Linked DNA regions of Mus musculus: region 2 is linked to region 1. A link is a contact called in public HiCAR-type data. All regions are on one chromosome and are shown on one strand. The core of a region is the stretch at or near the end of the contact, and the rest is flanking DNA. Distances in the headings are between cores, read along the strand shown.

Region 1 (5,725 bases), core at 2,559-5,058:
TCTCATATACAATATTATTATGCTCTGAAGGTCATTGCAAGCTTGGTCCCCAGTGTAGGGATGAGAGGTAGTTGGACTTTTAGGAGGTGAACCTGAGTCAGGGAGTTAAGCTCATTGGATTCCAGAGGCTCTGTGACCTCCTGTCTTATCCTGTGATCTATCCTGTGATGCGTCTTCCATGGTGTTACCTGTCATGAAGTGATACAGTTGTGGAGCCTTTATCAAATCTAGCACTGTACTATTTAAACTGTAAACCTCCCCAACTGTGAGCTAAGTGAACTCCTTTTCTTTATTAGTTATCCAACCTCAGGTACTTCATCATAGCAATGGAAAACAAACTGGTACAAGCGTCAGGCCAGGAGGACAGCAGTTCATTGAAGTATGTCTGGCTCTGTAAGATGACACTAAGATCAAGTCTGGCAGTTGAAGAGTTGAAACTACTTCCGTAGAAGAGAAAACTGGCCCGAGAGACTGTAGTAAGCTCCTATTTGTCACAGGGAAAGTGATGGATTTGGACAATGGGCAGAGTTTTGCTCATCTGAGTCCAAAATGGGAAAAAGTAACTGGACCACAGAGACCAAATCAAGGGCAGCCTAAGTCAGGAAGCCTGGCTCCAAATCTCCAGCTGACTTGGGGGAAATTAGCCCAACACTCTGACCCCAGCTGCCCCATCTCTTGCTGAGTATTTTAGGTTAAGAATGAAAACAGTGACCACTATGTTATGCTCGTTTTTCTCTGCTTGCTTTTCATGGGTCCAATTTTTTTTTTCATAATCTATGCCAAGAGCATGAACTCTCTGATTGGTTAATATTCCCCAGAGCCCTCTGCCTGCTAGTTGGGTGTGGCCAATGGGAGCTGCCTGAAGCAGGAGAGACGCCCAGCAACCTTACCTTTTTCCTGACCCTACCTACTGTCTTATATGTCCTGAAAAGTTCCCATTGTTGCTATGGCTCTCACCATCCCACGTGGGTCGCGGCACTCTGCCCTCACCTCTGTAAATGTTCCCTTAGTGAACTCCCTGCTGGCCCTCTGGATGCAGCCTGGCCTCGGCAGCTAAGAGAGACTGGAGGATTAAATGAATGTTCCTCCGAGATGCTTGGCATGTGACCCAGGACCTCAGAACTTCAGAGCTCTTAACAGCATCTTATTACTTTCTCCCATCGCCATGGGACTCACTGGTTTGTGACAAATGTAGTGCTGCTTCAGAGGGTAAGAGGGTGACGCTCTGCAATATCGCGGCACTAATGGGGACAGAGCACGGAGTCTCAAGAGCTGAGTTCTGCCAACTAAAATCGGTATGGTAGGGAGTCTACTCTGGTACTGTGTCGCAAGCGATTAGCACGAATACAGCTTGGCGTGGACCAAGCAGGCTTAAAGGTGGCAGAGAGAGCATATTATGTAATCTGGTTTATGAAAAACAAAATCCCAACCGATCAGATTAAAACTCACTTTTAACTAATACTTTGGAGTCATTTTGTCTGTGTTCTTATCCTGAAACAGCAGGAAATGCAGTAAGTGCTCCTGTTTTCTAAAATACACTAACATTTTTAATAATTCTTGGTAAACCAATTAGTCTCCCAGCACCGATTTTAGGAGGTGGCCTTCTGGCTGGACTGACAGTGGCACGTGGGTAGACACATGAAATGGTCGCCCCTTGAGAAACATTAGTCTGCAGGAAACAGGCTCACCTCCAGCCCCCTGGCTGCCCTCAGGATGGAATGTGCACACATTTGGAGGATGAGTACTCCATGAAATAAGGCTGACATGCTCCAGTCCCAAAGCCAATCACTGCTCCAGGTCGTCCGGATTGAAGTCTTGCTTGAATTCTCGAGAAAAAAAGAAAGAAAGAAAGAAAAAAGAAAAAACTGCTGTATGGAAACAGTTTAGTACTCAATAGCCTTGCCTTTCATGGGTAAGGCATGCTCAAGTGAACATCTCTGTAGATCTATTCTTTGTGTCTGGGGGTAGAGGAGTAGCGGTGGAGGAATGGAGATGGAGGGGGTGGGGTAGGGTGTGTGGATAGAGGAGTTGGGGTGGAGTGGGGTGGAGAAGTAGGGATGGAGGAGTGGGGGTGGAGGGGTTGGGGTGGAGGGTGTGGATGGAGAAGTGGGGGTAGAGGGGTGGGGATGAAGGGGTGTGAATGGAGGGGGGGTAGAGGAACGGGGATGGAGGGGTAGGGGTGGAGGGATGGGGATGGCAGTTCCTCAGTGGTAATTTGGGAAGTGAACAAGCATCAGTGTGGAGTGGTAAGGGGAGAGTCAGCAGCTCAGAGATCTCACAAAAAGGTCATCACACTTGCTTGCCAGCTTGAGGAGAAAGTTGTGCATAAAGAACTTACCGAATGGCAAATTACCAAATCCACAGCGGGCACATGTCAAACACCAAGGATTCTGCGCCAGTGCGGAATTTCAGAATCTCCTGTTTCTTTTGGACTGGTTGTGAATTCATCATGAATGAAGAGACTGGTCTCAGACCACTTGTCTCTCACCGTGCTTACTTACGCATGCTTGTTTTAGTGACATAATAACCAGGCACATTTATAGGGTATGCGGTGACACTTTACTGCTGGTGTATGACGAGTGTCAGGGGAGCTGGCATGCTTGGTGACTTCAAACACCGATCCTTTATTCTCGGAACACCTGAGATCTTTCCACCAGCTATTATGTAGTATATATTAAGTACTGTCAACCACACTAATCCTACTGTGATTTCGAGCATTAGAGTGAATCTCACCCAACTACAGCCTAGGATGGACCATTGCCCACTCTATCTTCACGCCCTCTCCTCTGCCCTTCTGTCTGAATTTTCTCTTTCTTTTCTTTTCTTTTTTTTTTTTAATATTTATTTTTAGCTCGCGTGCATTGGTGTTTTTCCCACATGCCTGTCTGTGTGAGGGTGTCAGATCCCCTGGAACTGGAGTTACTGAGAGCTGAGAGCTGCCATGTGGGTGCTGGGTCCTCCGGAAAAAGCAATCATGTTCCTAACTGCTGAGCCATCGCTCCAGCTCCAAAGATTCATTTCTTTTTATTATTTGTTTTTTAAATTATGTGTCTACGTGTGTGTATATGCACCCATGAGTTCAGGTGCCCACAGAGACTCTGGGGATCCCCTAGAGTTCATGGGCATTGTAAGCTGCACAATGTAATGCTGAGAACTAAATTTGGATTCTTTGCAAGAATGTTGTGTGTATGTGTGTGTTTAAACTGCTGAGCAATCTCTCTAGCACCCACCCCATCCAACCCCCCACCCATTTTGAATTTTTATTTTATTTGTTATTGTTTCTTTGAGACAGAGTCCCAAGTAACCCAGACCGGCCTCAAATCTACCTTGTAACCAAGTTAACCTTAGGTTCTGATCCTTGGGCCTCTACCTCCTAAGTGCTAGGACAACCTACCTGTGCTGCTACGGCACCAAATCATTTTTGTTTTTTTCTTTTCTTTTGGGGCTTGGGCCTTGAACATGCTAGGCTGGTACTCTATCACTGAGCTGTCACCAGCCTGATTTGTTTTTGTTTTTGTTTTGTTTTGTTTTGTTTTGTTTTAAATCGTAACACCAAAGATTTTGAGGAAAAAAAATTCAGAAGGAGAAATCCAGATAGAACGTGAGTCTGGGTGTTAATTTTGGCTTCCTGGCTGAGTCGCTTAGCAGTTGCAGGATTAGGATTTGGGGCAAATTCCTTCTTTCAGACTGAGTTTCCTCGAAGGTAATGTGGACCCATTGATGATAAAGGGTTGTCTGGGCTCATGAAGGCCACCTACTGTGGCCTGGCCTGGAAAGAGGGCTCCATGCATAATCCCTACTATTAGTGTTATTCTTGCTGCTGCTATGGTTACAGTCCCCCTCCCCCAACTCCATTAAGTACAGACTGGCCTCTGGCCCTTCCATTTTGAGCTTATCCTAGGAAAAGTCACTATGCTGCCAATAAAGGAAATGCCTGGCGCCCTATTTGTAGATATTGTTCAGGACTAGGAACCAGTAGGAACTATGAGTTTACTCAAGCGAGAGAGTTTAGACTGCCTCCTCTAACTGGCTCAGGGAAGGAGCTGGAGCTTTGTCAGTTAAGCCTTTGAGCCGGTAGCTGGCTGCGGATGAATACAGTCCTGCCAACACCAACTTGAAGGTACTATGTAAATTCCTTAAAGTGGCCTCCCACTTTCTCCACAATAGCATCTCCTCCCCAGCTCTCACCCTCAACAATCAGATCTGTGGGATTCAGCCAGAAGCTGAGTGTTGAGGCCAGAATACTACCCTCTCCCTCACCGGCAGCTTCTCAATGGTAGTTAGTTGTATGTGAGCCTTGTAACCTCTACACATAGAGCTGAGAGGCTGGAGTGGGTCCCGTCTGAGCAGAGGGAGGTCAGATCCTGTCTTAGCAGAGAACAGACAGAACCACTCCAGGGGAATACAAAACAGACAGACAAGTGCTTGTACATACTGATCCCCTCCTGAAAGTCCGTGGGCAACTTGGCTCATTTTTAATAACATCCTGTTAACGGAGGGAGAGAATTCAGGAGTTGAGAGTTACTTTAAAACAACAAAAAAAGAGGCACTCCCAAAAGTGTGCTAGAATTGAAGAGGCCAATTCACAGCCCGGCATGTTAGAAAGACATTGTCAAGAGTTTCCTATATCTGTCCATCATTGGGTGGCATGTTAGTTCTCTGAGGTTCTTTAACTCCTAAGAGGAATGGCACCTACCACTGATACCTGGAGTTCAACCACATACACTGTGTAGAAGTTTCTGTCCCCCCTTTTTTGAGACAGAGTTGCATGGTGTACCCCTGCTTCAGACTAACAAGTCCTGTGATTATAGATATGTACCCCAATGTCTGGCTGAAATCACACATTTTAACACAGCAGAACTGTGCAGTGAAAGGGAAGCCTCTTTTATCATTTGGCCTTGGTCTTGAGGTCCTATTCACTTCTGGCTAACAGATAATAAACTTCCAATTCTCCTAATCTAATCACTTACTGTCCTATGACAAAATACTCCGTCTTACAGATACTTCCCATCATCTGGCTCCTGGATGTCTTGCTGGCTTATGGAACATCAATCTATGGTCTGAGGGCACATCTTGTGTGCATAATGATCATCTTTCTTTCTCTGGCAGACTATCCTTTTGTAGTCTCTCAAGTCTCATAAGGATTAAATAAAATATGTGTGCAGAGCAGTTAATACACGCTCCACTATATAATAGACTCAGTTGATGTAAATACATCTTTGCTGCCCCAGAAGCCTATTTGCTTCTAAACATCATACAAGATCTTGCCATGGTGTGGTAGTTTGAATGAGATGTCCCACACAAGTGTTTGAATACTTGGTCCCTAGTTGGAACTGTTTAGGAAGGATTAAGAAGTGTGTCACTGGGTCTGTCTCTCTCTCTCTCTCTCTCTCTCTCTCTCTCTCTCTCTCTCTCTCTCTCTCTCTCTCCTTCCCCTCTTCTCCTTTCCTCCTTCCCCTCCCTCCCTCCATCTTGTTTGTGGACCAAGATAGGAGTCTCATCTATCCTTTTGCTCCACTACCATGGGCTCTAGCCCTCTGTAACTGTATGCTGCATCGAATGTTTTCTTTTATACATTGGCTGGCTGTGGTGTTTTATCACAGCAATCAAAGAGTAAATAAGACAACATGGCTTACACTACTATGCTTTCTTTCATGTCTTTGACCAGTTCTTTGTGGTTCTCTTTATCCTTACTCACCCTTAATATCTGGCTCTTTTCCTGATA
Region 2 (5,534 bases), core at 2,311-4,810, 750 kb after region 1:
CTTTGGATCTTGTATTTCAGGTAGTTAGCATCCTCAGTGCACCTGTTAAGTTTTAAAAAGGAAGTGATGGGCCTGATGTGGTATCTCTTGCCAGGAGAGTGATTGCTTTGAAAGCAAGAGGGCCTGAGTTTGATTTTCAGAACCCACAAAAAATGCTCGGAGTGCCAGTGAGTGCTTGTAAAAAAGACAAAGACAAAGACAAAAGATAAAGACAAAGACAAAGACAAAGACAAAGGAAAAGACAAAGGAAAAGACAAAGGAAAAGAACAAGAAAAGAGTGAACAGTGCCCAAGGAACAGCATCTAAGGCTGACCTTTGATATACATACATGTATACACATACATCCGATGCTCACAGACAGACAGACAGACAGACAGACAGACAGACACACACACACACACACACACACACACACGTGCACACTCACACACACATAGAGATGTGCATGCAGGTGCACAGGCACTCGTGGGTTGAAGTGGTCCAACTTTAGAGATAGCTGGTATGCACCAATACTGATACTATCTCCAGGTGGGGGCAGAACTTGCCAGTAGAATTCGCTTTAGAGTAAAGAGGCAAAGAAGGAGAGGCTAGGCCAGGAAGAGGAAGGTTTGGCTCTGGGTAACTCTAAATTTTAGAAAGGTTTGCTTAATCTGGGGTGTGTGGCATTATTTCTGTCATCTCTTCTACTCGTTTGGAAGGCAGAAGACATGGCATATGGTTTCCTTAGGGCAGAGAATCTGAAGATAGAACAGGATATGGGGAGAGATCAACAGCTGACAGTTGGAGGAGAGATCTTTAATTTCAGCCCTGTGGCTGGCCGTTCTCTCAACTGCCACACTTGGGTTTGCTGACACAGGAGCTGGAGCTTCTAGGAGTCTGAATGCAAACACCGGTTCTGTGTCCTCCTTTCCTGGAACTCTGAACTCCATTTTCTCAATAGGCTTGTGTATCAACTCTATTCCACTGCCTTGGACCTCTGCAGACGCTTGAAACTTCTTGACGGTTTTCCTACCGCCATATTTTGCTCTTCAGCATATTTTGCTTTGTCTCTTCATCACTTAAAAGATGTTGTGAGAAATACAGAAGTGGATGCTTACAGCCATCCATTGGACTGAGCACAGGGTCCTCAATGAAGGAGTTAGAGAAAGGACCCAAGGAGCTGAAGGGGTTTGTAGCCCCATAGGAGGAACAACAATATGAACTAACTAATACCCCCCAGAGCTCCCTGAGACTAAACCACCAATCAAAGAAATCACATGGTGGGACTGGTGGCTCTAGCTGCATATGTAGCAGAGGATGGTCTAGTCGGTCATCAATGGGAGGAGAGGCCCTTGGTCCTGTGAAGGTTCTATGCCCCAATATAGGGGAATGCCTGGGCCAGGAAGTGGGAGTGGATGGGTTGGGAGGGGATAGGGATTTTTTTAGAGAGGAAACCAGGAAAGGGGATAACATTTGAAATGTAAATAAAGAAAATAGTAAATAAAAAAAGAAAACCAACAACAACAACAACCAAACCAAAACAAAACAAAACAAAAAACAACAAAAAAGATGTTGTGAGAGAGCAGGAAGAGAAATGCTTGCTTATACCGAGTCCATCCTCGACCTTTTAGTTTAGGTGAATTTTTCTGGTTTTACCGCAGGATCTTGTTTTAGCTGGTGCTAGACATGGACACACTCTGTGTTCCTGTCAACCGATGTCTTTCACGTGTTTATTTGTCAGAGGAGAGGTGTGGAAGAAGGTGATGGGAAGAAATTGCAATGTGGCCCTCCCCCATTGCTACATGTAACTATGTTCTTGTCCCTAACTCACAGGTCTCAATCTGTAAGAACTAAAACCAGTTTCCACCAGTGATGTGGCTGTTGATGAGACTCTAAGGATGCCTGTTGTCCCTTGAGCCTGTCCTTTGAGAGGCCTGGCTCCTTTTCCTCAGGAAGCCTATTAAAGACCATTCATTCCCTTTGGTCACACTTGGTGAGGCAAGCTTGGGTGAATGCAGTTCCCTTCTGACGCCATTTCCAGGGCTGCCTGGGTGCTCTCATCCAAGTCGAGTAGGGGGCAGCGGTCCCTGCGTCTCAGTGCGCCTGGCTGTGGCCACCTCTGTCCGGGTGCCTTTCTACAGAGCGCCCAGCTAGGGTCCAGCTTGCAGGGTTCTGATCTCTCCTTCTCTGCCCAGCCATTCCTTGCATCTCTGAGACAGAACTGAAAACCGTTCTTGGCTGCTCTCCTGTGCCATTCAGCTGCCTATTGTCCTACACCAACACTCAAGTCTCTTGAGCTGTGCCCACTTCCAGCAACTGTGAGCAAGGTCACCAATTAAAGTAGGAAACAAAACATTTCCTGAGCCCATGTGGCCTCCAGCACTCTGCTTCCTGTTGCGTTGGTGTGTGCTTTACCCGCTGTTGGTCATTCGCCCCTGTTCCATGTGTGTGTGTGTGTGTGTGTGTGTGTGTGTGTGTGTGTGAGTTCCTGACATCTTTATTATTCCTCTTCAGCTTTAGTTTCCTCTCTCCTCATTCTGCTTTTACATGCCTCTGATTTTCAGCCCCTTCCCCACACAGAACCAGAGGCACCCCTTTTCCTGCCTCCTCGGGAGTCACTCCTCCCTCTGCCTCTCAAAACAGAGCTGTCACCTGCAGGCCCTGGTGATGGCTCTGGGCCGAGTCTCACCCACAATGGGAGCTCTCAGAACCCGGCAGCCAGGCCTGGGCCAGGTGCCAACACACCACAGAGAGGCAGCTCGGCCCTGCGGAGGGAGAGTGAGCTGGCAATCAGACCCTCTCGGAGCTGCCACCACTTGCTGTGGGGTCTGGAGCAAGTCACTTGACCTCTGCTTAGCTCCTTGTCCAGAGAGGAAGTCAGAATGGCCTCCCTGAGGATGCTAGAAGAATCAGCAATGAGGGCGGGGTACCTCAGGCTCAGGCCTGCAGACCCATGGCTGGCTTTCTGGATGTGCAGTTTTGTGTGTCTTCCCTCTCTCATACACAAGTCAATGTGCACAGACACAGACAAGCTTACACATGTGCACACACACACACATATGTCTATACATACACGTATGTGTATATATACTCATACAAAGACGCAGACACATGTTCACAGACAAGCATACACAAGCTCAGCATCAATAACATTACATGCAAGCACATGCATGTTCACACACTGAGACACATGGATCACTGCACCAATACCAACGCACATCTACACACATGTACACATCTTTCTATACAAAGATGTACAAATGCATTAACAGGCTTGTTCTCACACAAAATGTACACAGAACATACACTCATACATGCACAAATATGCACACTCAGACATGTTTCCACCATCCAGGATACATATGAATGTCCATATGACTGAGAGTCCCAAGGAGATCAATATGAACCCAATAGAATGGTAATAGGGTGCATCTCTAAAACTTTACCATACTTTTTCCTCTTTCGGTGATCAAGGGTCAGTGGATCCCTTGTGGCAGTCACCGGGCAGGCATAGTGAGGGACACAACAGAAAATGTAGCCCTGGGCCTGGAGGAACTTATTCAGGCAGAATAGGCAAGCCAGTGACTCATCACTAATGTATTCACACACTGTGGCCGAGAGAGCTCACTGCTGGAGTGGAGGCCCCACTGGGTGGAGTGGTGATGCTTACTAGCAGGGAAGGTCAAAGAGGACTGTCTGGAGGAGGGAGCACTTGAGCTGATTGATCTCCTGGCAGGGCACTAGTCAGTACTGTGGAGTCATTTAACTAGGGTTGGCCCCAGAATGATAAGTGACAACTCTGACTGGATGAATGTTTGTGGAACATACATCAAGAGAAGTTCCACTAACTCTTCTTGGCGCTCATGGCTCCAGTTGTCTGCCATGGCCAGAGTGGTCCAGTGGCTTTCCCCTCTGCCTGGGGTATTTGCAGGATCCAAACATCTTATACTCGGGCTCATTCAATGCATGAAGCTAACATGTTGCATACTTTTCTCTTGCTCCTGTGTATTTGTGGTAATAAATTGTGCTGTGCCTTAGAGATGGTCTAAGTCTGTCTTCTCAAAAGCTGATGTGCTAGAGGCTCGGTCCTTAGCAATCTGTGTAAGAGCTGGTGGAACTTTAAAAGATGTGGTCTACCTGCAGTGTTTGCATCATTGATGCTGCTCTCAGAAGGGAATGGTGGTCTCCTAGACTGAGTTCTCATAAAGCAGCTAGGTGCTATAAAACTCTGGTCCCGGTCTTGGCTTTAGCCTGACCCAACCTCATTTCAGCTTGCTCTTTGAGAAGTGATGATATCCCTACATGCCCTTGCCATCTGCCCTAAATCCTGGGCAACATCCCACACCATGTTGTTTGAACTTTACTCTCCAAAACTGGGGACTGAGTATAGCAATTTTGCTTATAGAGTACCCTGCCTTGACTATTTCATGATAGCCATGACCAATATAAACTGTATTGTGCAAATACAACAATATTCTACTGTCTTTTTTAGAGTACTGCTGTGAATAGACACCATAACCAAGGCAACTCTTATAAGAACAACATTTCATTGGGGCTGGCTTACAGGTTCAGAGGTTCAGAGGTTCAGTCTATTATCATCAAGGCAGGAGCATGGCAGTGCCTAGGCAGGCATGGTGCAGGAGGAGCTGAGAGTTCTGTGTCTTCATCTGAAGGCCACCAGGAGAAGTCTTACCCCCATGTGGTTAGCAGGAGGATCTCAAAGCCCAATCCCTCAGTGACACACTTCCTCCAACAAGGCCACAGTAGTGCCATTCCCTGGGTAAGCATATTCAAACCACCACATCCTCCAACATGGCCTTGCCCATATTTCTAAAGAAGCAGAGAGGCCTCTTCTTTTGGCCTGGGTTTGGCTGCAGTGAGCAGAGGACGCAACCTGGAAGGAGTCATAGGAGGTGGCTCTGTTTTGTCACAGTCTCTCTAGGACACACTTTTGGGAACCTGGTGCTTATGTGGCTTCACCTGAAGCTCCTGTCTTGGTGAGACCACATGGGCAGACTCCAGAGGGACAGAGAGGAGTGCAAGGGGGACCCCATTGTCCCACTCTTAGCCCAGGTGCTAGCTGCAGCAAAGAGCCTGTGGGTGACTCCTCTCAACCTTAGGGCAGCCTAGCTGATGTCAGGAGGAGCTAAGATGGAGAAACAGACTCTTTCTGTGACTCTCCATCCAAACAGCAAATTCAGGAGCCAAACACATATTACTGTTGGCCTAAGTCACTGATGTTGCACAGGCTTGCTAGCCAGTAATAGATAATTATAGCACCGAGCAAAGGTTCAGTCACATTTTCTTCTGAGACAACATCTCACTATGTAGTTCAAGATGGCCTTCAATGATTTTTGATCCTCTTACCTCTGTCTCCAGAGTGTAAAGATTACAGGTGTGAACTACCAAACCAGCAATATTTTTGTTTTGTTTTGTTTTGTTTTGTTTTGAAGCTTAGTCTTAGTAATAAAGCCCTGGCCATCCTGAAGCACACTCTGTAGACCAGGCTGGCCTTGAACTATCAGAGATCTACCTGCCTTTGCCTCCTGAGTGCT

The links. HiCAR-type assays count read pairs that join an accessible place to other places.
Region 2: a HiCAR-type map of astrocytes shows a contact between it and region 1, with 6 times the contacts expected there. The contact joins two enhancer-like sites. A contact is called at or near these places in 3 of 39 promoter capture datasets (HPC-7-derived erythroid cells, liver and pre-B cells), 2 of 115 datasets of contacts at active chromatin or transcription factors (astrocytes and embryonic stem cells) and 1 of 9 other capture datasets (embryonic stem cells).

What each region holds. Positions count from the first base shown.
Region 1 is chr2:146,545,388-146,551,112 of GRCm38.p6, forward strand. It overlaps 4933406D12Rik (RIKEN cDNA 4933406D12 gene), which reads left to right. Exons shown (of 4, transcript NR_040502.1): 4 at 297-721. Among named protein-coding and RNA genes, the nearest start is that of 4933406D12Rik, 5.3 kb to the left of the region's middle. Within about 2 kb of position 3,809, at least 59 of the 459 cell types and tissues checked have an H3K27ac peak or open chromatin away from gene starts, as enhancers often do. A contact at or near this core is called in astrocytes, where this site is marked.
Region 2 is chr2:147,295,976-147,301,509 of GRCm38.p6, forward strand. All of the region lies in intron 3 of Nkx2-2os (NK2 homeobox 2, opposite strand), which reads left to right. Among named protein-coding and RNA genes, the nearest start is that of Gm14110, 25 kb to the right of the region's middle. Within about 2 kb of position 3,561, at least 66 of the 459 cell types and tissues checked have an H3K27ac peak or open chromatin away from gene starts, as enhancers often do. A contact at or near this core is called in astrocytes, where this site is marked.